Regions from separate parts of the Mus musculus genome. Here regions 2, 3, 4 and 5 are each linked to region 1. A link is a contact called in public HiCAR-type and promoter capture Hi-C data. All regions are on one chromosome and are shown on one strand. Each heading gives the region's core, a stretch centred on a gene start, on an enhancer-like site or on the middle of the called end of the contact. The rest is flanking DNA. Distances are from core to core; before and after follow the strand shown.

Region 1 (5,735 bases), core at 1,731-4,230:
AGTGTAGGGTGAAAGCTGACATAGGGTGTGTACAACTCAGATGTTAACACCTCCCCTGGGAGTCATAGCAACAAGCAGAAACAAACGCTGATCTCCCTCACAGCTGTTAGTGCCTTAGAGTGACAGAATGAAGGGTGATGGGAGCACTGCTGACACTAGCCATACTACACACTCATCTCCATCTTCCTGGAAAGTGAGCAGATTCAGCAGCCAAGCCAGCATCATCACTCACTCAAAGCCTGGAGAAGTAGATCATCACCGTAAGAACCTCAGCGCCAAAACAGCATAAAGGGGGCTGGGCTCCCTCTCCCTCTTTAAACCAACAACATCTTGACCATAAATAAATAAGGTCACTTTCTCAAATAAAGGCCTATTCGAATTTTCTCTCTTAAGTTGAGAATCCTAAATGAATTTCTGGAGCTGCCCTTGAACCACTCCAATAATTAAAAAAAGAACTAGACTGTTATCAAATCAATTCTGAAAATTAAGTGTTCTGTGAGAAGGGGAAAATATACATCTATATCAGCCCTTTCATTTCCACATTACTTCTAGTATACTTCCCTCTGAAAGGGGTAAAGATGTAGAAACAAAACTCAAGCTTATGTACCGTGAGTACCGTGAGAACATGTACACAGATCTATGGAAAGAGAAGTCTGATTCAAGCCAAAAGCACACACCTATGATTTCATCTCTTTACAACAATTCTCACCAGCTCGAGACCGGAGGCAGGAGGATCTCTGAGACTGAAGCCACCTTGTCTACAGAGTGAGTTCCAGGACAGTCCAGGCTACACAGAGAAACCCTGTCTGGAAAAACAAATAAATACAAGCAACAGCAGTTCTCAACCTACGGGGTCCAGACCCCTTTGGGGGTCGAACAACTCTTTCACAGGGATCACCTAAGGTCATTGGGGAAAACAGATATTGACGTTATGATTCATAACTGTAGCAAATTTATAACTATGAAGTAGCAACGAAAATAATTTTATGGTTGGGGTCATCACAACTGGAGCTGTATTACAGGGATGCAGCACTAGGAAGGTTGAGAACCACTGATTTACGACAGTTTTTTTTTTTTTTTTGATAATCCAAAAATCAAATTGAGGGGAAAAGGGGACAGAGAGATAGCTCAATGGTTAAAAGCACTTGTTGCTCTTCCAAAGAACTTGAGCTAGATTCCCAGCACCCTCAAAGTGGTTCATAAAACTGACTTCAGTGTCAGTCATACACAAGTGCAGACACAATATAAATTAACTACAACTTTAAAAAGTCAAATACAAGAAACTTCCACGGTATTTTTGTATGTCACTTAACTGTACAATGCATTTTCTAAGGACTAAAATATTGAATTAATACAAAAGTTATAGATACCTAAAGTACCTAAGATGACATGTCAGGAGGGGCGACCTGAAGCCAGCAACAATAGCTGTTCCTTACACCAACGCAGTTTCTACTACCAACATCTCTACTGTTCTTTCAAATATGCACTGTGGTGCAAGTTTCAACTTTACTGCTCTATAATAATACCACTAGCTAAGTACCTACTTCCTCACACAAAACAGTTTCACCTTTTTGGCTACCGCCCATACACAATGTTACCAAACTTGCTTCAATTGATAAACTAGGCATCCCTTAATCCGCTGGGTAATTTGCTTTGCTACACCTGTAGCAAATCAAGTTATTCTGGCAGTCAACCAACAACAGAAAACTGCATATTTATCTTGCAATACCATGTATTCGACACACAGATTTACCGATACCTTCCTGAGCTCTGATGAATGTCCAGTATTAAGTCTAGCCCCATAAACACACTCCCGGTTCCTTCCGAGCACAGTCACCGTGTGCCAACACTCCCACTAGCTAGCTATACATACGATTTTCATGAAGACGCTTTAACAAACTCCCTAACCCTCAGCTGCTCCGGATGTAAAGGGTATAGTAGGGCATGGTGTCGCTAGCCTTGAATTCCAGCACTCGGAAAGTAGAACTCTGAGAGTCCCAGGCAGGCCAGGGATACAGTGCGATACTTGGCCCCCGCCCCAATGTGGGCTGGAGCCAAATGCTCACATCCTTCCTTCCCACATCTAAGCAGGCCGAGGCCGCGAGGTTACAAGCACAGCAGTGCAAGGCATCTGGACACAGCGAGCCTCCCCCTCATCACCCCGCTGCACCTGCTGCCCTCAGACCGGCCTTCGCGCCGCACCCGTCACATGACCACCTTGCCCCCAAAGGTCCGGTTTTGGCGCGCGGCAGTGACGTCAGCGTCCTGTCAGCCACCGCCCCCGCCACCCCGCTTTTCCTCTCCGGCCCCGCCCCGCTGGCGAGCGGCGCCGTTAACGGGCCCCAGGCCGCCCCGCGCCCGGGGCCGCCCGAGCCACTCACCTTGAGGTGGCCGCTGTCTGGGCTGCTCGCCTCCTCCTCGTCCTCCCCGCCCGACACGGCGGCCACGGAGGCGGAGGACTGAGGCGCACCCCGCAGCGTCGGGAGTTCAGCCGCCACGGGCAGTCCGGCTGAAACGACGCCGCCCGCCGCCCCCGGGCTGAGCGTCACGTTATGCGCGTTCTCACCCCAGCGCCACGGGTACACCATGAAGTCGCTGAAGCCGGGGCTAGTGGGGACGAGCGGCGGCGGCGGCTCGGGCTCCCCCACGCTGCTGCACGGAGGCGTTGCCGGCGTGGTCCTGATGACCGATACCAGTACGCGCTTCGGGGAGTCGTGGCAGAAGACGACCGGCGGCGGCTCCGCCATGGGTGCCGGGGCGCCGCGGATCATGCTGGCTCGTCTGCAGCCCTCGCGCTCTCGGCGGCCCGAGCTTGCCTTGCTCGCCCGCGCTGCTACGTCTCGGCGCCTCACAGCCGCCGGCTCATGGCAGGCGGCTCCGGGCGATCAGGCTGCAGCAGCGTTGCTGACAGGAAAACGGGACGCGAGGCGCCGAGTCCCCGAGAATAACAACCTGCCGCCGCGGTCCCCGCTTCGGCTTTTCCCGCGTTACATTTCGCGCCTGGGCGGAACCAGTCACCGCGAGGACCCTGCGGCTGGCCACCGCGACGAGTGACAGGTCGCGAGAGCCAATAGCCGGGTCCAGGCTGTGTTCCGTCCGGAGGGGGCGGAACCAATTCGAGCGCGGGTCCTTACTGCCACGTCATTGGCCGCCGCTCTCATACTTTTTTGTCTGGAGGGCCAACTGCGTTCGAAAGTCTGTAGGAGCGCGCGTCTTGTCCTGACACACCCGTCGGGAGCCCCACCCTGGCCGGATGACTCCTGCGAAGGTGGGGAGGGGGAAAGAGGCTGTTGATTGGAGGAGCTGCGGGAAAGGGGCGTGGTGGTGGGCGGGGCGAGCATGCTGGGTCCCTCCCCCACCAGAAGAAGAGGGGGTGTAAAGAGGGTAGGAGTCTGGAGAAGTTGCAGTGGAGAGGGCCCTCCCCATCGCCCCACCCAATCCGCCCCCTCCCGCGCGCAGCCAGTTTAAAGGGCTGAGGCCGCGCCCGTCCCACCCCACCCCACCCACGGCTGCTCAAGGCGCCAGCAAAGCACCACTTCTTTTTGGGCGTTGGGGGGTTGTTGTTGGTTTTGTTTTGTTTTTCGAGACAGGGTTTCTCTGCATAGCCCTAGCTGCCCTGGAACTCACTTTGTAGACCAAGCTGGCCTCGAACTCAGAAATCCACCTGCCTTTGCCTCCCAAGTGCTGGGATTAAAGGCATGAGCCACCACCGCCCGGCTTGTTTTTGTTTTGAGACAGGGTCTCTATAGAGTCCTGGCTGCCCTGTAACTCCCTATGTAGGGACCAGGAGGGCCTCGAAGTCAGAGATCCCATTCGCCCCCCCCCCTCCATACACACACACACCCAGTACTGGGACTAAAGACGTGAGTCACCACTCCTGCCTAAGGGCATGGGTTCTTAATGTGAGTCCCGTGACCAGCCCTGCTACGGTTCCCGGACTATTGGTTCTTGCTGCCAGGCTCGGGACCGCGGTGGGACGCATGAGCAACCATTCGCACAGTAGTCAGCTCCCGGTCGTACTTGCTTGCAGTGTTTCCCAGGCAGTCTGATGGTGGTAGCAGTTCAAAGATTTTTTAAAAATCTCTTTAGAGGCTAAAGGATAGAACTGGCAACTGGAGCTCATTTGCTTGCTGCGTTTCCCAGGCAGCCTGTTCCTAGTAGAGACTCCATAAAGATTTTTATATCTGAATGAGTATCCAGTGGTTAAGCGATAGAACCGGTAACTAAACTCCATCAAATACAAAGCTATGCCTAAATTAATTTAGGCACCAGAGTGTTGTTTTAGAGAAAACTGCCTAAATTAACAAATCAAAGCAGCCAATAGTGTGACCTTATTTTTAGCCACATCTTTATTTTGGGTAAATAAACTATACCTAGCAAGATACCGAAGTCAAATTTGACTTTATGGAGAGAAAGTAACTTGTGAACTGAAGTGAAATGTTTCAAGAAGATACATTGAGTAATTTGTATCTTTGAAGTGGGACAAGTAAAAGTATCTTTAAAAAAAAAAAAAAAAAAAAAGAACAAAGCAGCCAGAGAAATGGCTCCATGGTTAAGAGGACTTGCTGCTCCTCCAGGAGACTTGGGTTCCAAGCTCCCAGTGGTGGCAGTATGTGACTTCAGTCCCAGGTGATCTGCTTCCCTCTTGTAGCTTCCTCTGACAATGCATGCACATGATACACATTCAAGGAAGCCAAACACTCATATACATTTAACATTTTAAATTGGATTTCTTTTCTGGAGGCTGGCTGGGTACCACAGCTTGTATCTACTGTATGGGGGGGTGGGGGGCGGGACGGGAAATACAGTCTGATTTTAATAGTCAATCTGGAAACGGAAAGTTCAGCTTTTGTTTCCCACAATGGGATAATATTGTAAACGACAACAGAAACCTTACTACATTGTTTCAAATCCACTAAAATACTTTGTTTCATAGTTGATAGTGAAAGTTTAAAAAATAAAAAAAAAAGATATAGCTATCAGGAACACTTGAATGAAGGGCTGGGCAAGAGGCCCACAGGTTAAACACTGGCCAATAATTACTATTCAACACTAACCTGCTCAAGTGCAAGATGAATCACCCAGAAAGCAGAACACTGACAAGGTTTCTAAAAATTACCCTTGATGAAGGGTAACCTGGCAACTCCACTTGCTTCCAGCCACAAGAGAATGAAAAACATGCCAGGAATGTGGTGAGTTTGATTCTGGGAGAACTGAAGTCACTCTGAGCTGCTTCTTGCTCCACTTTGATGCCACCAGGGGGCTATATGCAATGTGTGCGTATATTCCTGATGTCTATGTTCTGTCCTAGATATAATTAACAGCCTAAGGATGTACACTAACTCTGAAGACACTAAAACCCGTCACAGACGAGCAGTGGTCTCCTGCTGAGACTAAAAAGACAGGGTGCTAGTGCATGCCTTTACTCCCAGCAGGTGTCAAAGGCAGGCGGACCTCAGAGTTTGAGGCCACCCAGGGCTACAGCTACACAGAGAAACAGTCTCCAAAAGCTAAAACTCAGCAAGCAAAAAACCAGCTATACTATTTCAGTGTTCAAAATGTAGTCCCTTGGGGGTGTGGCTTATTGGTACACCTAGGCATGTGTTGTAAGGCTTTGGGCTCAATCCTCAGCATGAAAAAAAGCTACGGAAAAAAAGCTTGATAAAAGTCTGTCAAATCTTTTACAATGTATCCTAAAGCCTTAAAAAGAAAGTAAAAGGGGGCTTTCAACTTGA
Region 2 (5,735 bases), core at 855-3,354, 1.5 Mb before region 1:
TATTAAGAATGAACAGTGAGGGATAGCAAGATGGCTTAGCAGGTAAGAGCACGGATAGTTCTTCCGAAGGTCCTGAGTTCAAATCCCAGCAACCACATAGTGGTTCACAACCATCAGTAATGAGATCTAATATCCTCTTCTGCTGTGTCTGAAGTCACCTACAGTGTACTTACATATAATAATAAATAAATCTTTTTTTAAAAAAAGAATGAACAGTGAGGCAATCAAGAATCTGAATAAAAATTTGAAGTTACTATGAAACCAAGATACTACATGAGTCCTACCAAATACATTGTATTACCAAATCTAGGTAAAACAATGTGGCCCATCGACTCAGAGGAGAAGGGGGAGGCGGACTGTAGGAAGAATTATGGGGGTGGGAGGGTGACTGGGAGAAAGGCAGTGAGCAGGATGTAAATTGAATAAAGAGAAATCGATTTAATAAAAAGCAGGGGAGTGCTTTTATAGTCACGCTCAAGGCCTAGGTACATAGCATGTGCTCAGAAAATCGGAATCTTTTTCAGTTAGTAACTTAGTTCACTATCACACAGTTAACAGAACATACCAGGAATGCTGGAATCCATTTCTAATGTGGAAATCACAAAACTATAAATAAAGAACAAGTCACAAAACAAACAAACGAACAAAAAAAGAAGGTGACTTTTAACATGGAATCTAATTTTAACCTTGATATTAATTTGTAAAAGAAAGAAAAACTGGAGTCAGCAAGCCTATCACAAATATAATTTTCATTATTTCCTGTGTTTGAGATAGGGTCTGATACAGACACGAAGCTGACTTTGACTCACTAATCACACTACAATGTATCATACTTATTAAAAGTATAATAGAGAGCAGGATGTATGTGCCTTTGAGCAAATATTCCTAGCATCAGAATCTTCTATAGAAGAGAGAGCTGAGAAGCCATTTGGTGTTGGTCTGGTTATTGGTAAAGGAGAGTGATTTTGAAAAATTGCAGGCCATTCCCTGGCAGAGATAAAGACATAAGAAGATAAAGTTAAGCCAGGAAGTGGTGGCGCATGCCTTTAATCCCGCACTTGGGAGGAAGAGGCAGGCGGGTTTCTGAGTTCGAGGCCAGCCTGGTCTGCAAAGTGAGTTCCAGGATAGCCAGGGCTATACAGAGGAACCCTGTCTCAAAAAAATCCAAAAAGATAAAAAATAAGAAACACCAAAAAGAGAAGATACAGTTTGATCTCACCCCTATGTGCAAGTGGATTGGACATATCTGCAAAGGAGTCCCCTCTAGTTGGAAATTCAACATACATTGGACCAAAAGGGTATGAATTTGTATTATGAATTTATGTGAGTTTATCCATATTTGCTTGTGTAAAAGTCTTTCCTACTGTGAGGGTGGCTCTCTTCTCCTGGTTTAAGAGAAGTTTATTGCTCCAAACTTCCCCCAAGCTTAGCAAGCAAGAGGCATCTGGACAAGAGGGAAAGGCTCTAGCAATGACTCCTTTACTTAATCACCCACTCCCTTTCCTTAGAGAACTTTCATAGGAAACTTTTTAGAAGAACTTGGAAATAAAGATTAAAGACATGTTTAAAAGTGTCCCACATTTCTTCCTGTGACTTCAACTAGCATGCTGGAAGTTAGAGCAGCCCAGTTTCTGTGGAGATAGAACAAAAGCTACTCACTTAATCCCCTGCCTTTTAAGAGGAGGCTCTAAATACCAGAGAGCCTTGCCTCAGAGGAACTCGGGCAGGTCAGCTTCAGCTGCCAAGCGACTGAGACTTAAGATAGGCAAATGTCTTAATACTAAACAGCAACCCTAAACATCCCTGAAAACCAAGTCTTGTCACCTCAGACACTCTTCCCCCTCCACTGCCTGAAGAGGAACCAAGAATGGTCAGGGCTGGTCCCCTGTATCCCATCACCCCCACTCCAGCTACTTAGCCTCCTGCTCCTTCCGGTTAAGGGCAGTGGTCACACGCTCACCATGTCGCCACGTTGTAGATCGCTGGCAATTCCCTAAGGCCCCTGTCAGCAGACATCAAAACACAACAGATCAATCTTTCAGCCTGCTCGCAACGGAGAGAATGCAGAGTAGGGGAACAAGGCACACTAAAGAACACGCCTCTACTCCTATTGGCGGGCCTATTCGGAGGCCCTGATTGGTTCGTGAGTCTTGATTGACATGAGCACCTCCCTTACGGTTAGAGTGCGCTGAAGGCACACAGCATAGGGCTTCCCAGCTCGGGTTTCTTATCCAGGAGCTGACCCTTTTCAGATCTGCAAGACTTTCTTTCAGTCCCGTCCTCCAATAGTCTATCTTTCTGTCATCCAGAACTCAGCAGGAATTTCTTCTTCCTGCTCCTCCAAGGCCGCCGCCGGTTTTCCTCCTCCTCACTCTGTCCCATCCTCCACCAAGGAATCAAAAGCCACACCTTGCATAGTACAGTATTCAACTTGGAGCCGAATAAACTATAGGTTGCAAGGATAATTACAATTAAAGAGAGATTTTTAGGACATAAAATATGATGTTTGCTCCTCTCATTTTACACTGACATCAGGAAAACCGCAGCTAATATGCAATTGCTACATATGAGACTCCAGACAACCCTGGGGGAAAAGCAGGGGATGGATGCCAATCACTATGGAGCACTGTTGTTAGCCAGCACGGTTTCCTACGTGGGAAGGTGAAAAAACATATCTGTATTAGTAAAGGTTTTCCAGATGAACAAAACTCGGAGCATGGATCTCTCAAAGTATGCAGAAATTGGATAGATAAGAATGGCTCACAGAATGTGGCCCCACTAGTAAATCAATGACTGTACCAATGAAGAGTTGAAGAAAACAGTAGTTCCTGTATGTCTCAGCTGGTGTTCAGCACGTAACAGAATTCCAAAGATGGAGCCTTAATGTCAGAAAAATAAAAAGACCTTGCAAGCCAGTATGTGGGAAGAAAAGAGAAAGAACTACCATCTTCAATATCCTTTATATATGTAGGCTCACAGCAGAATTTCTTGTTAACCAAAACCTCCAGAGTAAAGAAGGGTTTTCCCATGTTAAATGGTGAAAATAATAAAAACCCCTCACAGTGCCCATCTGTTTGGTTTTAGGTAACTGAACTCCTGTAACTACAGTCATTTGAAATAATTGCATTGGTGGCAACAACAGTTGACAGGAAGTTCAGTTTTTATCCAGATTCTATCTTTTTAGATTTATATATTTATTGTTTTATGTATATGAGTACAATGTAGCTGTACAGATGGTTGTGAGCCTTCATGTGGCTGTGGAGAATTGAATTTTTCAGACCTCTGCTTCACTATGGTCAGCCACACTAACTTAGTCCCTGCTTGCTCTGGCCCAAAGATTTATTTATTATTATTATACATAATTACACTGCAGCTGACTTCAGACACTCCAGATCTCATTATTAAAAGTTGTGAGCCACCATGTGGTTGCTGGGATTTGAACTCAGGACCTTGGGAAGAGCAGTCAGTGTTCTTACCCACTGAGCTTTCTCCCCAGCCCCTTTATCCAGATTATTAATTGCCTGGTCTGCAGACCACAGTAATGGCCAATCAAGGTGATTATCAAGATGGAAAATTGGTGACCTCAATACTCATTGCTAATGTCAAGTACAGCCATACCAGGAAAACGTTCACCTTCAAAGCCTAGCCTAGAAGAGATGCAGGACTATCTTCCCATCATGTGGCTTTAGAGACAGGATTAGATGTTCAAGGCAATTATCAATTACATAGCATGACCCAGCCTGGGCTTCAGGAGACCTTGTCCTAAGCAGCACTTGTAAAAGAAATTGAAAAAAATTCTTATGCCTGGGAAACATCACAGAATGGATACAAGTAAGATTTCAAAGCAGTGCTGCATTTAAAGGGAACCAATAATTGACTTTTTAAAAACATAAATATTATTGAAAGAACACATAGCCATTCTGACTTTGTAAAAGAATAGTCCATTTCCTGGTAGAAGGAATAACATCTTTCAAATACTGTTTGACCTTGCTTCTATGTGGATTGTTGCCTGCTGAGACCTGTAACTTGACACACACACAACTACAGCCAATGAAGGCCTGTGTTTTAAATTTCTGAGCTGACTTAATTATGTCAATGAGGATTGCACATATCTCATAGGACAATAGTAACCTAACTGCAATTTGAATATTCACTGGCTTAACTGACATCACAAATCATACACCTACCGATCTAGTCTGCTTTCATTTACCCAACATGAATTAAGACATGCTACAAAATTATAAAATTACCTCCATGCCAGCATCAGGCACTTTCATTATGGCAACTCCAGCAGCTGATTACCCACCCTGTTTCCCCCATTAGTGTACACAATAAAGTTCTTCCTATTCTGGTCAGGATGCAGAAGCTATGCCCCTCATGCAAATGCTTTTCCTATGGACTCAGTAAACAGTTGATTACATGACTCAAATGCATAATTTTAAAACACAGTGGTGGTACAGATGTTAACTTAAGAATTTAGTTGATTTAAACAATAGGATTGCAATGTTACTGCCCTGAGACATAATAGAGTGGAATGAGAGCTACATGACTCACCATAGGAAACCTTGTCTCAGAAATAATTTTCTGAAAGGCTGGAGGTATAACAGTTAGAATTAGCATCCTTTCATAGGAAAAGATCACTCATTCATCTTTGACTGATGCCCAAAGAAGAGCCAGCCTAGAACAGAATTTTTAGTTCCCAATATGCTGTTATACCTAAGTCTCTCTTAGGTTTGGGCCACAGCTATAGTTTGAACAATAGTCACTTAGGCAGATGGAGATTTACAGAGTAAATCCATCTTCTAGTCCATAATGTATGATCTAAAAAGTAAGTTTAAAAGATGTATCAATGCCACAACTCTCCAATATACAATGGACAGAGAATACAAATACAGAAAATATCAAGGAAACATCATCTAACAGCACTGTGGTTACCGTTCTTACATGAGCAGGTTTGCTGAGCTAGTCTAACCTCAGAATAAGGCTGCTTTTTTACTCAGCAACTTGGTTCAGAGGAAAGGCACAGGTGCTTCTCTGTAGGACCAGAAAGAAGTGCATCCTGAATGCTGTGTGTCTCAAGGCTGTGACATCTCTGTAGAAGATTCCATATTTTATACGTTATTTTTATTTTATGTATGTGTTTTGCTGGGTCCTGTCTGTGTGCACTACCTACAGTGGTCAGAAGAGGGCAGTATATCCCTCTGAATTTCAGTTACAGCAATTGAATTACAGCCTTGAGGTTTTTTTGGAATGCAACCTGCATTACCTGGAACAACATCCAATGATCATGACTATATCTGTGTTTATTATATTTTCCTTGTAAAATAAATGTTTATGCATTTAAATTAGAACATAATACAACACTTCATGTAACCTTTACCTTTTTACATTTTTCTAATATATATTCCCAATAATGTCAAATGAGGTGGGAGATTTGGTAAAAACATGCTAGCCTAGTGAACTAACTTCATTTCCTTAACTGTATGCAAAATACCTATTTACAAGCTTGAATGTACAACTAAACTGCTAGATGCTCAGAAATCTCTTTGTCTATGCCGGTTTACACAGATAGTCTACATTTCTCTTGAGCTCACCGAAACCCAGGAGGACTCCTTTGCTCTTTCTTCAAATCCTGCCTTATCTGTGTCCTGCTATTTCTTACCACTCGGCTTCCACAATGCTATTCTAAGTCAAGAGATAGAGACAGAGTCCAAAGAGAGTGCCCACCAGGAGAA
Region 3 (5,735 bases), core at 1,760-4,259, 1.3 Mb before region 1:
ATGGTCATAGCTTTTCGACACTGGAACATCAAGCTTCAACTTCAAACATCTCTACAGAGGCTTGTGTTTTAGAGCCATAATACACAATCTCCTCCTCACACCTCAAGCCTTCAGGGTGTCCCCGATAACCTCGGGCTCGTCTCACTCTGGGCTGCTTTAATTCTGTCAATCTGAAGCAAATTCGAGTCACCTAGGAAGAGGGAACCTCAATCGAGGAATGGCTTCAGGAGATTGGCCTGTGGAAACATCCGTTTTCTTTGTTACTGACTGATGTGAGAGGCCCACCCAACTGTGGATGGTGTCACCCCTGGGTGGGTGGTGCTGGGTAAGCCAGTAAACAGCGTTCTCCGTGCCTTCTGCTTCAGTTCCTGCCTCTGGGTCCCTGCCTTGAGTCCCTGCTCTGACCGTCCCCCCACCCCCCACGCCTCCCCCCTCCCGCGCGCCCCAGTGATGGACTGCTTTCCTCCTCCAAGTTGCTTTTAGTCCTGGTGTTTATCACAGCAATGGGGAAGCTAACTAACCCACACTCAGAGCCAGGTCCTGCTGAACTATGGAGAAGGGGTGGCAAAAAAAAAAAAAAAAAAAAAAAAAAAAAAGCCATTTGCCCTCTTCCCTTCCCTTTAATTCCATTTATTTGTTGAAGAAATCCTCAGGTGATGCGAACAGGTGTCTCTAGTTGAGAGCCGCGTATGGACGCTGACGTCCATAAAAGCACCCCTCCCCTTTCTCTAACTGACGGCGTCCCCTCCCACTTTACTCCCATCCAGAATTTGATGTATGGTATGATGAGCCTTGGGAAACAACCTCACGTCAAACGTCATGACCTCAAAGGCTGTTACCCCTTGGTTCAAAACGGCAGCGTGTAAGCAAACAAATAGAACAATTAAATTGGTTTGCTCTGCCTCAGGATCACAGTCTCCTATGTAAGCAGCTGTTGCTGGGGCATGAAGAGCTGAGCAAATGTGTACAGCCTGCCACCTACTGGCCATGTGCGTGAATGCTGCCCAACACATCTGTAAACCACGAGGTCCTGTCACGATGCCTAAAGGCTGGACACAGCTGCACTGGACAAGGCCAGGGTACCTGCAGCCCCTGTCTCCTCCCCACCCCCGTGGCTGCTCTCTGTGTGAGGAGGTTAGGGTTTCCCCACTATGAAGAGCAGTCCAGGGACCTAGGACTCTGTCTGACACCACTTCCAGGGCTGAGCCTGCCACCAAGTGGTCAATCACCACATAGGCCAGTCTGTAAGTTTTTCCTCGAATGGTCTCAGAACCATGGTAGCTAATAGTGGGGCATGTCTTGAGTATTTATCACTGTCAGAACCATAGCCCTAATGACTTACTAACCCTTGTAACAGCCCTTTGTGTTAAAACTATTAGTAGCTCCCAGATTTACAAACATGGAGGTCTTAGCGAGAATAAACCATATTCCACAGCTACAAGGTAAGAAAAACCAAGTTAAATAAAGCACTTAACTATCTAGACCTTCATGGCCCTTGGTCGGATGCTGAACCACTGAGAAGCAGACTGTGGCAGATACACAAGGAACGCTGCCAAGAGAGTTGCTGTGGAGCCGAGAGGCCTGCACGGAGGAGGGGTTAAAAGTGTGGGCAAAAGTCCTGAGTGGCCACAGGAAACCGCCCTAATTATAGCAGAGCGGGAACACAGGAGTAGCAAAGACGCTATCTAATGTTACTCGGGGATGATCTTCACACATGCAGGCAACGCCCATTCTGGAAGCATGTTCTTAAAGGCAGAGAGCGCTTGGCCGTTCTTGCCGAATGAAGTAATCACACAGTTAAGGGACAGCACGGGCCGGGGAAAGAGCCAATCAATCATCTTTAATTTGGGTCCTGTTATCTGTTCCTAAACACGTACATAGTAAGCTCTGTGGTGGTTTTATGATTGCAATTATGAAATTAATGCTGTCACAGTTTGGGAATAAAGGCACCACACGATCGAGAATAAACATTTTAAATAGGTGGACTTTGTTGGCTCTTCTTCGAGGGTCCCCCCCCCCCACACACACACACATGTATGTCCCTTCCTTCGACTTCAGAGGGGCCCTTCACTGGAATCAAAATGGAAGTCCAAAGGAAGTGATTTCTTTTCATCATGCCTTAAAACCGTACTCCTGGCTGTGGCCAAGAGCAACTCCAGCATGAACGTGGCCCTGTTTTGCAAAAGAGAACCAAGCAAAGGTGCTCTGCTGTGCCTGCCCCAGCCCAGCCTGTCCAGATTCCTGAACACCACGTGAAGATGGAGAAAACTGAGCCAGGTTCTTTTCATGACAGTCAAGCCCCCTTAACCTGTGTTCTGGTGATTTCTACCCCACAATACTGACAGAGGTCATGACAACTGAACACACCTGTACGGGGTAAAAAAAAAAAAAAAAAAAAAAGGCATCAAAACACATTTTAAAGTCCCATTAAGACTTTGCAAATATAAGTAATGAGAATTCAATATAGGTTTTGAGGCAACAAGCTATAGTGTTACCATTATAATCCCAAGTAACCGGTAGTCACACTTTTCTCTGCAGTTTGTTGCTAAGCAGTTTTTCCCTTTCCTTGCAAAACATGCCAAAGGCTGCTTTATCAAAGCAGGCTTAAAGAATTTAAATGCAGTGTCCTTACGGCACAAAGAGCAAATTAGCTTTGGACCCCGTTTCTAGCACAAGCACCGGTCTGTGGCTTCCACACCCTGGCTTGGGTTGCCTGCGCATGCTCTCCAGGACTTACAGGTTGGCCAGGCCGGCCTTGCGCACTGCGGAAGAGATGGCTTTGATGGCAGTCAGCATCGAGTTGAGCAGCTGGGTGAGTTCTCCGGTCCCTTTGGCCTGTCGCCCCTTTTCCATAACGTAACGGGTCAGGGTCAGCATGTCTGTCTCAAAGGGGCTTCTGTCCGTCATTGTGCAAATGAGATCCCAAAGCCTCCCTTTGCTCCTTGTAGAAATCCTTGCTCTCTCAAGGCAGCAGCCTCACAGCCTACTCGTTGAAGACACACCTGCACTTGACTGTGCCAAAGTCCGAGGGAAATGAACCCCACCCCACGTGACTCAGATAGCCGGACAAGCCCTCAAGGAAACTTCCCTGGCCTCCCTCCCTGACGGTGGCAGCTGCCACAGTGCAAGAAGCAGGCTGTAAATAGTACTGCGCTACAGGGAAGGGCTGGCCTCAATCTCTACACCCAGTTTTGTTTTGTTTGATCCTAAGAAGCCAGGATCAGCCACAGGTGAAAGAAGACTAGCTAATAAAATGACTCACAAATTCCTCCTATGGGAAGCAAGAGGGCTTTCTGCAGCTAGCCGCCACTGTGTGTCATTCTGCACGGTTGAGACTCTCAGATGGCATATTGGCAGATTCTTTATCTGGGGCATAGGTCACATAACAAACTAATGGCAATCCCAGGGTGACTGGAGCAAGAGTTCTTTCAGGCTTGCTTCTATTAAGCATGTGTAACTGGAGGGATGAGGAAGATAATATTACATTCCTAGCAGAGTGTCTAGTCTCAGGGTTGATTTGCCAGTTTCTCTGGATTTTTATTTTTATTTTAAAAACCCTTGATTTGAAAACATACATCAGGACCGCACTGGCTGCTCTTGCAGAGGACCTGGCTTTGGGTCCAAATACCAACTTTTACTCTAGTTCTGGGAAGCTCCAGTGCCCTCTCTGACCTCCAGGATACCAAGCATGTAAGTGGAGCATGTGTAGGAGACAGACACACGAAATGGTCTCATAAAAAGGTGACCCGTCCAGCAGGTCCAGTTATTCGAGGGTCTCGAGGGGACCTCCTCCTAAGAACCAAATGGGGGGTAGAGAGGGACGAGGGCCTTGTGCGAATAACGACACGGAGACCTTCTAGAATGCATCAAAGCCCCCAAATGTATTAGTCAGGCCTGAGGTTTAAATGCACAAGCAAAAGGGGAAGTGCCTTTCAGCAGGAAGGATGGGGCAATAGAATTGCACAAGGAAAAGGGGAAGTACAGATACTTATCAGCGGGAGGGATGGGGCAATACAAGCAAAAGGAGAAGTACTTATCAGTGGGGGAGGGGCAATAGAATTGCACATTCTTAGGCAGTTACACGTGGAAGCAGGAACTTGGCGGTATCAGGGTATCTTGAGGTCAGGACATCCGCGCTGACTTAGGGCTGGAACAATCTGTGGTTGTTCTCGGAGCGGTGTGCCGGTGGCCCGCTTTTGACCCTCTTTTCTTCTCGGGGGAAGAGGCCCAATTCAGAGATCAGGACAATAGTGTTATCTTAATAGCTCCCAACAAAAACGCTTAAAGAAATACTTTTTAAAGGTGACCTAGAATTAACTGCTTAGAGTTGGCCATGCTCTCTGTTACTGTGATATCCTAACTTTCTCTGATGGCAGACAGACCTGGCTCTGGGTCCCAAGCTGGCTACCCAATATGTGGATTAATTTGAGAGTAATGCTCAACATGTAAGACTGTGCTTTCCTCATAAATTCAGACAACAACTGGTGGAGTGGCTCTAAGTATTCAAAATCAGTCGGTGTGCCTGGTATCCAACTCGGTGTCTTAGAAACCTATATCCTTCCAGCTCTTCAGTGTACCTAGAACTATAAGCATACATATAAATAATTTCAATATCTCCACCTACTTGGAGAGCTGAGTCAGGAGAATTCCAAGTCTGGGCAATATGTCAAGACTCTCTATCAAATAAGTTAGTCAACAAAACTGAGGGTGTGCATTTTGCCTTGCAATTTTATATCCTCCCTTGATAATTATTTCAATTAAATTTGTTTGGTGGGGCTGGTGAGATGAATAAGCGGTTAAGAGCGCTGGCTGCTGTTCCAGAGGTTCAGTTCCCGAAAACTACATGGTGGCTCACAACCATCGACAAAGGCATCTGATGCCCTCTTCTGGCCTGCAGGTACACATGCAGACAGAACATTCATAGCTCAGAGAAATTTGTACATGACTGTATTTTGGTCTTCCAGGCTGTGGCTGTTGCATCCTCTCAGGTACTCAAAGGTCCCCTTTGAGAGCCTCATTCAGAGGCTGGAAGGATGGCTGGATGACTGAGTTCATTGGTGAAGAGGCTGGAAGGCTGGCTGGATGACTGAGTTCATTGGTGAAGAGGCTGGAAGGATGGCTGGATGACTGAGTTCATTGGTGAAGAGGCTGGAAGGCTGGCTGGATGACTGAGTTCATTGGTGAAGAGGCTGGAAGGATGGCTGGATGACTGAGTTCATTGGTGAAGAGGCTGGAAGGATGGCTGGATGACTGAGTTCATTGGTGAAGTGCTTGCCGTGCAAGCCAGAGAATCTTTGGATTTTTCAGCACCTATGTTAAAACCCAGACATACTGGAGTGCACCTGTGATTTCAGCTGTGGGGAAGAGACTAGAGCCAGTCTAGTCAAATCAGTAAGCTCTGGGTTCAGTGAGAGACTCTGTCAACATATAAAGAAAAAAGATGCCTAATGTCGAGTTCTGGCCCATACACAAAGCTGCACTTAAAGGGTAGACGTTCAGGTTGCCCAAGTGGCCTGAGACAGCAGCTGCTGGCCTTTCTGCAAATGCCAAAGTTCTTCCAGGGTACACACCAGACTGGAAACTCATAGCGTGGCCACAGTGACATTCTGGATGCTGGGTGGCAGCTGCCCCTCCCAGGTATTTCAGGACTGCTGACATATTAGCGACAGAGTTATTGAGGACCTGGTTGTGTTCCATGAAAACCCCACGTCTGAGCGCATCAGGACAAACAGACC
Region 4 (5,735 bases), core at 1,667-4,166, 1.2 Mb before region 1:
CTAAGCTCTCCTCCCCAGTATTTGAATTCTTTCCTCAGTTCTTGGGCTCTCTCCCTTGTAAAACATACCATTAAAAAGCAGCACACCAATATCACCACACCTGAGGTGCTGGACAGGAGAATTCCTGGAGCTCAATGGTCAGCCAGTCTAGCCAATCTGATGAGCTCCAAGTTCAGTGAGAAACCCTTGCTCAAATTAAAAAAAAAAAAATGTTGGGGGTGATTAAGGCATGCAGACAACTGAGACTGTTCTCCACAGGCATGCACACATGGGCACATGTGAACACACCAAACGTTATTTTCTAGTGTTCTAGAAATGCCACATTTGCTTTTCTTTCTAGAGGAAGCTTGCAGTCAACCAACCTCCCAAGAGAGGCCCCATAACGCTGATCTCCTCAACCCTGGCCACGATTAATTGGATCACAGACCCAGCCAAAGCCAGTTGTGAGCTCAGGCAAGCATGCTAAGCTGTACAGCAGTGCCGAGTGGTACAGCAGTAAGTGTGCCAGGTGGTCCCTGGATTCATTGTGGGAATCTGAAATAGCTAAATCCCAAGAGACTGAGACCAGTTTGATGGGAACAGCCCTCTGGTGGGCACAGCATGACAAATGTGCCAAAGGCTGCCCTTTTGTGAAGTGAAGAGGGGCAATTTCACTGAAGAACTGAAGAAAAAAAACAGGAGGGTCCCCAGGGGACCATGTTCCTTGACATGAGAACCTTGGACACACACCCTTGCCCTCCGGAAATGGCTGCTGGAAGATCCCAGTATCAAGAAGTCAAGGAGAGTACCCATTTCTCTAAGAGCAAAGGAATGGAGGAGTCTTTAGCCAGATTCTACAGAGCAGAGCTGGGCTTTCTTTGCCTGCAAAGGGCCAGAGAGGTTTGTGTGCCATACTGTCCCTGTCACAATTCTTAAAGCTGCCCTGGTATAGAAACAGCTATGGGCAGAACACGGTGAAGCCAACACTTCCAACACTCAGCAGAGCCTGGCAGACAGCTCTGTGTGCCACAATCAGGGGTGTGCATTAGATTCTATTTACAAAAAGATGTCAGTGCATTATAAAGGAGAAGCAAAAGCATCCAGTGGCGCCCCAAAGTTATAATCTCTGATGTATCGCAGTCCTGTGACGCTACAGAGGTGTTCTTATTTCTTGTGAAACGTCAGACTGCAAGCTTCACAGGAGACAGCCATGATCACATCCCATTCATAGCTCCCCCATCCGAATGTTATCTTGTAATATGAAATTGCCATTTTAAAATTGTACCCTGGTATTCTAAATACAGGGTTGATGAAGATCTGCTGGTAAAGAACTAGTTTCACTACCAACCTCAAGGAGGACATCCCTCATTCACAAGAGAGATAAAAACCTGGATTATACCCCAATGTGGGCCTGAGAACGTCATCTTCCTGTGTGACAAGAACACCCACCACACTGTGATGAGAGGTTTGAAAATAATTCCAATTTACATAAAGCGATTATACAACATCAGAGAGGGGGAGGGGGAGAGAGAGAGAGAGAGAGAGAGAGAGAGAGCTCTTTAAACTCATGTCTGCCTGTTCAAGTCTACAGTTCAGTTCATATCATACCCACCAATGTGGCGAGAGCACAGCGTATTTTTGGTTATTCCGTAGAAAACCAAGGGTAGTAACTGACAGAGTCAAGTCCTAGAGTGGGAAATCACTCCTTTTAGAAATTACGTTGAGGGGCTGGTGAAATGGCTCGGCTTTTGAAGACTAGGCTTACAACCCAAACATTAAGAAACCATCTTGACTCATTGATGGAGAGATGCTCATTCTGTAATGTGCTCACCATGGAAGCACGAGTTAGAGCCCAGAACCCTTTAAGAAATGCTGGGCAGGATAGCAGGGACAAGTCGATCCCTGGGGTCCGCTGATCAGCTGCTCTATTCCAACTGGTGAGCACCAGGCTATTGAGAGACTCTGCTCCCCCTCGACCCAAAAGGTAGGCAGAGCATGGAGAAAAACATTGGAGGCCGTCCTCTGGCCTCACACATGTACAAAAGCATCAAAGATCATATCACAACCATACAGAAATCTATAAACATGGAGATGCAGTCACTGTGTATTTCTAAGTAGAAATACATCTGAGTGATGATATGATGGTGCACACCTTTAATCCCGGCACTTGGGAGGCAGAGGAAGGAGGATTTCTGTGAGTTTGGGACCACCCTGGTCTACAAAGCAAGTTCCAGGACAGCCATGTCTCAAAATTAAAGAAAGAAGACGCTGAGATAATCTTTAAAGATTCAACAGAGAAGTCTCGATGAGCGGCGGCGGCACGCACAACGTGGACACAGGACACGCAGTGGGATGCATAGCATGCTTCAATCTACTTCCAAACTGATATACATTAATAACCAAGAGCCCTACCACAAAGCCATATAATGACATCTGCTCTTATAACAGCAGACAAACTGGCAAGAAGGAGCCAGACATAAATAACTGAAGAGAAGTAAGGAGATTGTGGTCCAGCAGGCGGGGAAGGAAACAGTGGAGGTCAGCGTGCTGGGAAGCACCTCACCCTGATGTCCTCTGGCGCTCAAGATCACCTCCCAGTAGCATCTTCGTGTCAATCACACATTGATAAACACTGGTAATGGGACTGCTTGAGAGAAATGGTTCTCTGAGGAATTCATCTGGCTTTTAAGTGTAGCTCCATTACAGGATTACATGGCGCCACCAAGTCCAATACCCAAGAAGAGAGAACAGAAAATGGGACCCAAGTTGCTCGGGCAAAATGACAAAGGAGACGGTTCTGATTCTGTGGCAGCAGATAATATTTCCTCCTTCCCAAGAGCTATGGTGCATTTTTAAAAAGCAAACGGAATAAAGATGTGGGCGGGAAGTTCTTCCGTGGGATAAGCAGATGGGGAGGAAGAAAATCGAAAGCAGGTGAACTGCCAGAGAAAAACGGCAGTCCCGGAGAAAAACATCAAAATGCGAGCATTCATTATATGCCAGTCTTCGGGAAATGAGGGGTAACAAACCAGAAAAATAGTAATTTAGTGTAGGTTGGGCAAGTGATTCTTTGCCCAAAGGCAACGAAAGAGAGAAGCAAGCATCTTTAAATGCTGGCAATTACGCAGATGGCAGAAAAAAAAGAAAGACTGAGTTTCATTCCCGCATAGTAAGGGAGGGTACTGGGAAGGTAGAGCAATCTGAAGTGTTTACAGTTTTGACATAGCCTACAGCTCAGCAGGCATTCAGAACACATTATCTGCGCTGTGAAAATTTACCCTCAGAAATTACTGAAATTAATCAAGAAGTTAAACATTTATTAAAAACAAGCTTGGAAGTTACAGGAGAAAGGTCAATTGAGAGGAGCCAAGCCAGACGGAGTGTGCGTGCTTCTGCCTGTGAAATGCACTGTTTGCTTAGGAGCAAAGGTTCATGAGCAAATGAAGCATGTGGAGACTCATGCGCATTCCCTTTGGGGACTCTCGTCTGCACTTGGGAAAACAGCTGCTGCTGTCAGCAGTCCTTGAAAAGAGCAGCTGATGCAACCCTTAACTGACCTGGGGCCCTTGACCCCTCTGTGACGTTAATACTCCGCTTGAGCATTTGGGCAACATTGCAGATTAAATACAGCCCCAGGTTGTTCAGGCCTCAGTTACCAAGGTCTAGACTCCAACGTCCAGGTAGTCTGCCCCTCCCCACACCCTTTACGCCACAGGGTAAGCACACAGGAGACCTCTGAGCCCACACAAGGAGGCTCTGCTTTGCTGCCTTAACCCAGAAAGAGAAATAAGCTACGGGGAGGCAAACACTCAAGAGAGATTTTCCTCATGATCCCTAATGCACCCCTGGGGGGGTATTGTTGGGGGGGGGGGAGGTAGAACTAGGATTCAACAGGAAGAACTTCCTCCCATATTATACCAAAATGAGGACATCTAGAACTGTCCCATGGCCAAGAGGAAGAAGCCGTAAGGAGAGTGCCCTGCCTCATTTTTACCAAATCACCTTTGCACAAGAACCACCATACTGGTGTCTTAGAACTTTTTGTGGCTTTTGTGTGTGTTTGTTTCCAGTACTGGGAATTGCACCCAGGACCTTGCACGTACTAAGAAAGCATGCTTCCACTACTCCTTGCCCTGGAGCAATACTTCATGGAAAGCAATGAGATCACTTTTCAAAGCTGTCCCTTTAGCATCTTTCTGTTAGCCTAGAACTTACATCTTGGAGCTGCGTGGGACTCTGAAGGGTCTGTGTGGGGAAACAAAAGAAAATTATCCATAAGCTGGAGAGCTAGAAATATCTCTGTTCAAATGTAGACTTTGTCACTTACGAGCAGTGTGATCAAGGGCAAGATGCTCATCCACCAGACCTCAGTTTCATCATTTGCAAGACAGAAGTCTACATTCTGCAAAGGCTTGATGCAATGGCTTATGGGAGCTAATGTGTTTAGAATAGTTACAGTAGCTCAGAACACCCTCCCCTAGGAAACAGTAGCTGGTGCTATTAACTCTCATGATTGTTAAGTACACAAGAATTTTGTAACACAATTTTTCTCTAAATGTTGTTCATTTTAAATGCTGATGTGAACGTCAGTCTGACTCACACTATGCATCCTCTGTGCTTTGTGAGAGATTCCCTGGTAAGCTATGGTGAAGTCAAAACCGGATCAGTAACCAGGCTGGGGATGTCTGTAGCTCGGCTGCTAGAGTGCTTGCCTGATACTCACAAAGCCCTGGCTTCAGTCCCCATCTCTAGCACACACACAGTAATCTCAACACTCAGAAGGTAGAGCCAGGAAATCAGTTCAAAGACATCCTTGGCTGCATAGCCAGTTCAAGGCCAGCCTAGAATACATGAGATCCTGTCGCAAAAGATAAGGAAGAGGAGGAAGAAAGGGAAGAGAGACATTGCATACAAATATCAAGAAGAAAAATTAAAATTTTCCTTTCCAATTGAGTTGGGGGGGTTGCTCTTTCAGCAAATACCTCCATTCCCAGATGAATGAGAGACTGGGATCGTCTCTGAAACCCAGTGTGACAATGTTGATGTTTGTACATTCTACAGTTCCAGGAAGCTCAAGGGATGGTGCAATATATATTTCCAAGAAGAGCACACTGTGCAGAACATCTGCGCTTCAGATAATATGCATCCCAGTGAGGCGGGTGGCTCTTCACAGAGCAGCTTCTGAGCTCATCATTCGTTGTAAATTTATGCCTCACACTTAGAGCTGGTGGGGGGGCTGGAAGCAGAAAATAGAGGTGCTGTTGCTATTTTAAGCATGGGGGAAACGGAGAAATCAAGACACTGACCCAGAACTGCTCCATGCAAATCAGGGTTGCTTGGCTGTGCACTCAGAACCCCATCTCTTATCATAGATCTGCTCTAGGAAAAACAAAATCCACATCTTTCCATGCCTTCTAAACCTCCACCAAAGAGGGGCTGCACCAAGCTTACTTTTTTGACCCAACAGTTTGCAGGAAGAGAGAAAGATGCTGTATGCGAAATTCAGAGAAAGTAGCATATGCATCCATAATCCTAGCAATCCTCCAGGGAGACAGGAAGTGAAGACAGGAGAGTACCCAGAGCTCCTCTGGTCAGCTAACCTAGTACACGCAGTATGAACAAGACAGACCCTGTTAAACAATGTGGAACTAATACCCATCTTGTCCTCTGACCTAGGCACACATGTCATGGCATGCACACGCACCCCTCATACAAGAGCGGGAGGGTGGGGTAGATTTTAAGTCTTACAATAAAGC
Region 5 (5,735 bases), core at 1,455-3,954, 1.2 Mb before region 1:
GCCTTCTGAGTGGCCAGCCATCATTCCTAGCCGTCAATATAGAATATGGACGTCAATATAGGGCACTAGGGTTGTCAAACTGCACACCTACTTGGCCGACTTACCCGGTCCAGGCGGCTTTTGAATCACCAGTTTATATTTTATGACCATTTAATATACATTTATGACTAAGAAACCCCTAGTGTGCTTTCAAAGTAACGATGTATTCATTAAATATGCTTACTTCATCTGTTTCCATGGGCACTGGGATTTGAGGGGTTAAGAGATATAGTCCACTAACAAAATTTGACTAATTAATGATGGTTAATTTTTGTTTGTTTGTTTGTCTTTATTTATTTATTTTTTACTTATTCGCTTTACATCCTACTCACTGACCCCTCCTAGTCACCCCTCCCACAATTCTGCCCCCATCCTCCACTCCCTTGTCTTCTGAGCAGGGGAGGCCCCCCCCTGAACATCCCCCCACTCTGGCACTTCAATTCTCTATGAGGCTAGGCACTTCCTCTCCCACTGAGGCCAGACAAGGCAGCCCAGCTAGAAGAACATATCCCAGATACAGGCAACAGCTTTTGGGATAGCCCCTGCTCCAGTTCTTCAGGACCCATATGAGGACTAAGCTGCACAGCTGCTACATATGTGCAGGGAGGCCTAGGTCTTGCCCATGTATGTTCTTTGGTTGGTGGTTCAGACTCTGAGAGCCCCAAGGGTCCAGGTTAGTTGCTTCTGTTGGTCTTCCTGTGGAGTTCCTATCCCCTAGGAGCTATAGTCCTTTCTCCTATTCTTCCATAAGAGTTCCCAAGCTCCATCCAGTTTTGTTTGTTTGTTTGTTTTGTTTTGTTTTTTACTTTTGGGAACTCCTGACAATGAGTATCGGGGAGTCTCTGACTCTTTTGCCTGCTTTTGGGACCCCTTTCCTCCTACTGGGTTGCCTTGCCCAGCCTTACTGTGAAGGTTTGTTCCAGATCTTATTGTATCTCGTGCTCTATTCAGTGACATCCCTGGGAGGCATGCTCTTTCCTGGGGGTGGGGATGGGGGAGGGAGATGGATGGGGTGGATCTGGGGGAGAGGAGAAGTGGGGAGGGGACTGGGAGGGGTGGAGGGAGGGGAAGCTGGAGTTGGGATGTATTGTATGAGAGAAGAATAATTAATTAAAAAAATCGAGTATACATAATAAGGTCAATTACAACATTTTATACATGTATGTAATATATTTAAACAGTCTCTCTCTCTCTCTCTCTCTCTCTCTCTCTCTCTCTCTGTGTGTGTGTGATGTTTAAGGACAGTAACCTTGAAGGAGGGATAATACCCAGAAAAGAACAAGATTCTGTGAAGTAAAATGAGATTAGTTTGGCTAGAATAGATTGGCGTTGTACCAGTCTTGTATTGTCTTGGATGCTAAGCTAAAGGTTTTAAACTTTTTTTTTTAATTATTAAAAAAAACATTTATTGAGATATCATTGACACAGAAAGAAAGCTGTACAAATTTAATATATACATCTTAGTGAAACTGGGCATACTTACATACCACGACACTTAGCACTACAACCAAGTCTACAAACATCCATTAACTTGTTTTTATAGACAGTGGGGGATATGAAAGGCTCGAAGCAAGGGGCTTGTATTATCCAAGGCTATTTTGTCATCAGCAACAGGGAAGCCAACTCGCCCTGGCTTAAACAGTCAAGCGAGTCTCTTGGCTTACATAATGGAAATGTCTGCATAGGTGCTGGCCTCAAAGAAAGCTTGATCTGGCAGGCCCAAACAAGGATGCAGAAAGCTGGAAGTCCAAGGTCTTGGTTGCTGTCTGTCTTAACTGCATCCTCAGTTACCACATAGTTCCTCCTTCCTGTCTGCAGCAACTCCAGGCCCAACGTGTCCCCTTCGGAGGAAGAATGACTTGTGATATTGTTTTGTTTGGCTCGGGTTTTGCACTTGTGGAAGAAGGCAGAAGCATGCTTTCCTGACAAATGCCCTTTGTGTCTCCAGGGCTAACATTGGGTTATTGGTTAGGTTGACTGGAAATCCAGATTTTTATTGGCCACCATAGCCTACCTCTGGAGCAGGAGGTAGGACAAATTCTGCCCCCCAGCTCCCAACATCAACTTGCAGAATGAAAGAGATTTCCTGAGAGGATTTTAAAGTGCTGCCAGCAGAGAAGAACTCTTGGGTGGTCAAGGAACAAATATCCACTAGTGGAAATAAAACTCCAAAATAATTACAAAGGTAGGTTTATGTGAAAGTTAGGGCACTTTCCTCTGACCAAAGAAGAGCAAACTATCCAGTCAGCCACTTTCTCAGCTTCCTGTTAACGGTGCACAGGTTCCAGCTTTTCTGTTTCAGAATCATCAGTCATCTTGTCTATAAAACCCAGGGTCATTTTCTCAAACAGAAAGAGTTCTTGAACTTGACAACAAAGGAATTTTTCTCCTGGAGATGCTAGTGTTTTTACAGAAGTCCTATTTGCACGTCCCAAGCTCATTTTACACTGACCAGCCAGGAGAAGGCAGCAGGTGTTCAGAATTCATGAGGAAAACTCGAACAGTTTGGAGGTGGACTGTCTTTGTGTGTGTGTGTGTGTGTTTAACTATTAGCTTTCAGTTGCCACAAAAGCAGATTTTGACATGACTTAAAGGGGGAGAAAGCAGCTACATACGTCATTCTCTATAGAAGTACGTATTTCCCCCCCTGTGCGGCTCCAGTTGCTGCAGACCGGAACCCAGTGTTAACTACAAAACTATCTGGCATAAATGAGGAGCAGGTCCAAGCAGCCTTCCAGATGCTTGGCTTCCTTCGGAGGAGTCACAAACTGTCCTTGTCATTTACAGTTCAACACCGCAGATGCAACTGTGAGGGCTTAGTCTATGTTGATCCCTTTCTGGATGAGAGGGGGTACGATACCAGGTGTTCCCCACCGGGCTTCCAACACAGGAGGCTCAACTTGGTCCACGCGCCCGACCACTTGACCCTCTGCCCGTGTACCAGTGCCCTAGCAAATGAATGTAGTTCTGGGATTGTGTGAAACCGGATGGACTGGAAGAAATCCGCCAATGAGAAAGGCTTGATGGAGGGAATATACCAAGTTCCCCAAAAGGCAAACGGGGCTGGAGTCAGTCCGTTATAAAGTACATCTGCGCTTAATGTGACTCTCTAACCCTACAAGGGTCCTCTGTATACTCCGAAAGCTTGCAGTTCACGGTAACAGGCTGAACCCTAATGCCTCTTGTCTGGAAAGGAAAATACAAGTTCATACCAGAAACAGAAAGAAAGCAAAGCAGGTCACCCACTCCCAGCTTGAGTTTATCTGTGCACGGGCAGCAACTGCTCTGTGAGTGTGCTATGCTAAGTGCTCTCCTCTGAGATGGAGGAGTGTTATTGATACTAAGACCAAAGCCTCCGGCTTTCAGTGAAAGCAGCACCCTCCCTCATTACCCAAGTAAATGGCATCCCATTCTGAAATGCAGCAACTGGCGTGCATTATACCGAGATAACATTACAGTGTCTGAAAAGACCCGATACAGATGCAAAGTGACATGAAGTGAAAAATGGTGAGTCGTTTATAGTGAGATAAATGAGCTTTAGGTAAGAGGGGTCAAGGCTGGGAACCACAGGAAGCCAGGAGGACAGGGAGGGGGTCTCTGAAAGGCCGGGATTAAGGATGTGGGCTTGGACCTGATTTTCCTCTTCCTTTCCCATACCTCCCCCTTCTAAAGTATTTGTTTTGGTAGTTTGAGTTTTTCCGGAGTAGTTTCTAAAGTATTTGAAACACAAAATGAGTATGAACAATTCTAACTTGACTTTCTGAAAGCTCACAGAACCATTCATGTTGAGAACGTGGATTGCTTTTCCTAAAGAGTCTGAACATATCTTTGTATTTCAGTAGCACCATCTTTACGTTGGAGTGTGCGTGAGGGGGTGTGCAGCTGAGTGTTGATGTGCAGGTGTGTCCTTACAGGAGAACAAGTGTGTGTGAATGTGTGGGTGGAGGCAAGAGGCCAACCTTGGGTATCATTCCTAGGTGCCATCTCCTTTGTTTCCTGAGACAGGCTATCACACTGGGACCTGGACATTGTCAATTATGCTGGCCCTCAAGCCCTTATACTCCCTAGGTTGCCCCTTAAGCCCTAGGGCCCGCCTTTCTCTGCCTCCACAGATTTTTACATAGGTGCTGAGGATTGAACTCGGGTCCTCATGCTTTTTAAAGAAGTACTTTAATAACTCATTTGTTTATTATTTATTATTTATTTATTATTTATTATTTTACTCTATTTCTAGGCTGGACTCAAACTCATAGTCCTCTCATCTTCACCTCCTGAGAACTGGGATTATGGAACACCATGATGCCAAGTTTTATGTCTCTTTTTCATTACAGTCCCTGTGCACACAACAGCAAGCAAGGTTCTGCAGCTCCTGCTGGAATCAGTGTCTTCAGCTGACCACTCCCCCCACTCCGTTCTAAACAGCGTCTTACTTAGAGTTTTGCTATTGTGAACAGACACTATAACTCAGGCAACTCTTATAAAGACAACATTTAACAGGGGCTGGTTACTGGTTCTGAGGTTGAATCCATTATCCATATGGCTTGAAGCATGGCAGCACCCAGACAGGCACGCTTGTGGAGAAAAAGCCACGAGTTCTGCATCCTGACCCGAAGGCAGTCAGAAGACTGACTCCCATGTGGTTAGGAGGAGGGTCTCATTGCCCACCCCCACAGTGACACACTTCCTCCAACAAAGCCATACTTACTCCATCAAGGCCACACATCCTAATAGTGCCACTCCCTGGGCCAAGCATATTCAAATCACCCCAATCAGTAAAAATAAGATTTGGGTACTTACTTCTTCTGGTGGTTTGTATCATATTTCCAAGTTTATTTCTCAATTCTTTGATTTAACTTTAGAGTTTTTTAAAAAATAGGTGTATGTGTATTTGTGTGGGGCTCCATGAGTTTATGTATATCACACACATATGGGTGTCCACTGAGACTCTAAGAGAGCTCCACATCCCCTGGACTTAGAGTTATAAGTGGTTGCGAGCACGGGTGATGGGAACCAAACCCAGGCTACTGCTAGAACAGCAAGTACCCTTAACCACTGAATCACTGCTCGCCCAAACTTTGGACTATTTACCAACTCTGGTAAGAAAAGTGTTGGTGTCTATTTGGCTCTCTTCCAGCTCTTCCTTCAGCTCCCACTGTTTATCAGTTAGATGAGAATTATCCGGTCTTTGATTATCCTTCCAAATATAATATAGTTGAGAGCAGACCTCCATATCTCTGAGTTCTGCATTCATGGATCAATCAGCTATGAACTGAAAATTTTAGAAAAAAAATTGCATGCATGCTGAAATGGACAGTCATATTAATTTGCTGCTGTTCTCTGAGCAGTACAACTAGTATTTATATAGAACTTGAGCCATGTCAAGTATTATAAGTCATCTGGAGATGGTTTAAATTGTAAGGTGTGTGCAGAGGTTATGCACAAAATGCACCCCACTTTGTATATGAGACGGAACTCTATAGGCTTTAGTGTCCTCAGGAAGGTATTAGAGTTAACCCCCTCTTAAGACTAAGGACAATTATATTCTACTTAATTTGGTGGGAAGGGAGCTTAGAAATACTATCTCATTATACTATCCATATTGACTCTGAATTAGTAATTGTCCTGCATTAGCTTGGACATTCCATGACCTCACCAAAAAGCACTACCTGCCAGGTCAAATACATGAATCTACAGGG

Evidence for each region. Promoter capture Hi-C pulls out the DNA fragments that hold promoters and counts their contacts. HiCAR-type assays count read pairs that join an accessible place to other places.
Region 2: a contact with region 1 is called in a HiCAR-type map of astrocytes, with 3 times the contacts expected there. The contact joins the promoter of 6720489N17Rik here to the promoter of Zfp367 in region 1. A contact is called at or near these places in 1 of 39 promoter capture datasets (pre-B cells), 1 of 115 datasets of contacts at active chromatin or transcription factors (astrocytes) and 1 of 9 other capture datasets (adipose tissue).
Region 3: a contact with region 1 is called in a promoter capture Hi-C map of second pharyngeal arch cranial neural crest. The contact joins the promoter of Fbp2 here to the promoter of Zfp367 in region 1. A contact is called at or near these places in 3 of 39 promoter capture datasets (cranial neural crest, pre-B cells and second pharyngeal arch cranial neural crest), 1 of 115 datasets of contacts at active chromatin or transcription factors (astrocytes) and 1 of 9 other capture datasets (adipose tissue).
Region 4: a HiCAR-type map of kidney shows a contact between it and region 1, with 5 times the contacts expected there. The contact joins the enhancer-like site here to the promoter of Zfp367 in region 1. A contact is called at or near these places in 5 of 39 promoter capture datasets (cranial neural crest, hippocampal neurons, liver and 2 more) and 2 of 115 datasets of contacts at active chromatin or transcription factors (astrocytes and kidney).
Region 5: a promoter capture Hi-C map of cranial neural crest shows a contact between it and region 1. The contact joins the enhancer-like site here to the promoter of Zfp367 in region 1. A contact is called at or near these places in 4 of 39 promoter capture datasets (cranial neural crest, hippocampal neurons, liver and 1 more).

The regions. Positions count from the first base shown.
Region 1 is chr13:64,150,219-64,155,953 of GRCm38.p6, forward strand. It overlaps Zfp367 (zinc finger protein 367), which reads right to left and starts at 2,981. Exons shown (of 5, transcript NM_175494.5): 1 at 2,382-2,981. The coding sequence starts at 2,771.
Region 2 is chr13:62,622,078-62,627,812 of GRCm38.p6, forward strand. It overlaps 6720489N17Rik (RIKEN cDNA 6720489N17 gene), which reads right to left and starts at 2,105. Exons shown (of 3, transcript NM_173381.1): 1 at 1,961-2,105. The coding sequence starts at 1,963.
Region 3 is chr13:62,855,391-62,861,125 of GRCm38.p6, forward strand. Fbp2 (fructose bisphosphatase 2) reads right to left here and starts at 3,010. Exons shown (of 7, transcript NM_007994.4): 1 at 2,738-3,010. The coding sequence starts at 2,907.
Region 4 is chr13:62,904,820-62,910,554 of GRCm38.p6, forward strand. No RefSeq gene overlaps it. Among named protein-coding and RNA genes, the nearest start is that of Gm40981, 10 kb to the right of the region's middle. Within about 2 kb of position 2,917, at least 43 of the 459 cell types and tissues checked have an H3K27ac peak or open chromatin away from gene starts, as enhancers often do. A contact at or near this core is called in hippocampal neurons and kidney, where this site is marked.
Region 5 is chr13:62,941,782-62,947,516 of GRCm38.p6, forward strand. No RefSeq gene overlaps it. Among named protein-coding and RNA genes, the nearest start is that of Aopep, 20 kb to the right of the region's middle. Within about 2 kb of position 2,705, at least 25 of the 459 cell types and tissues checked have an H3K27ac peak or open chromatin away from gene starts, as enhancers often do.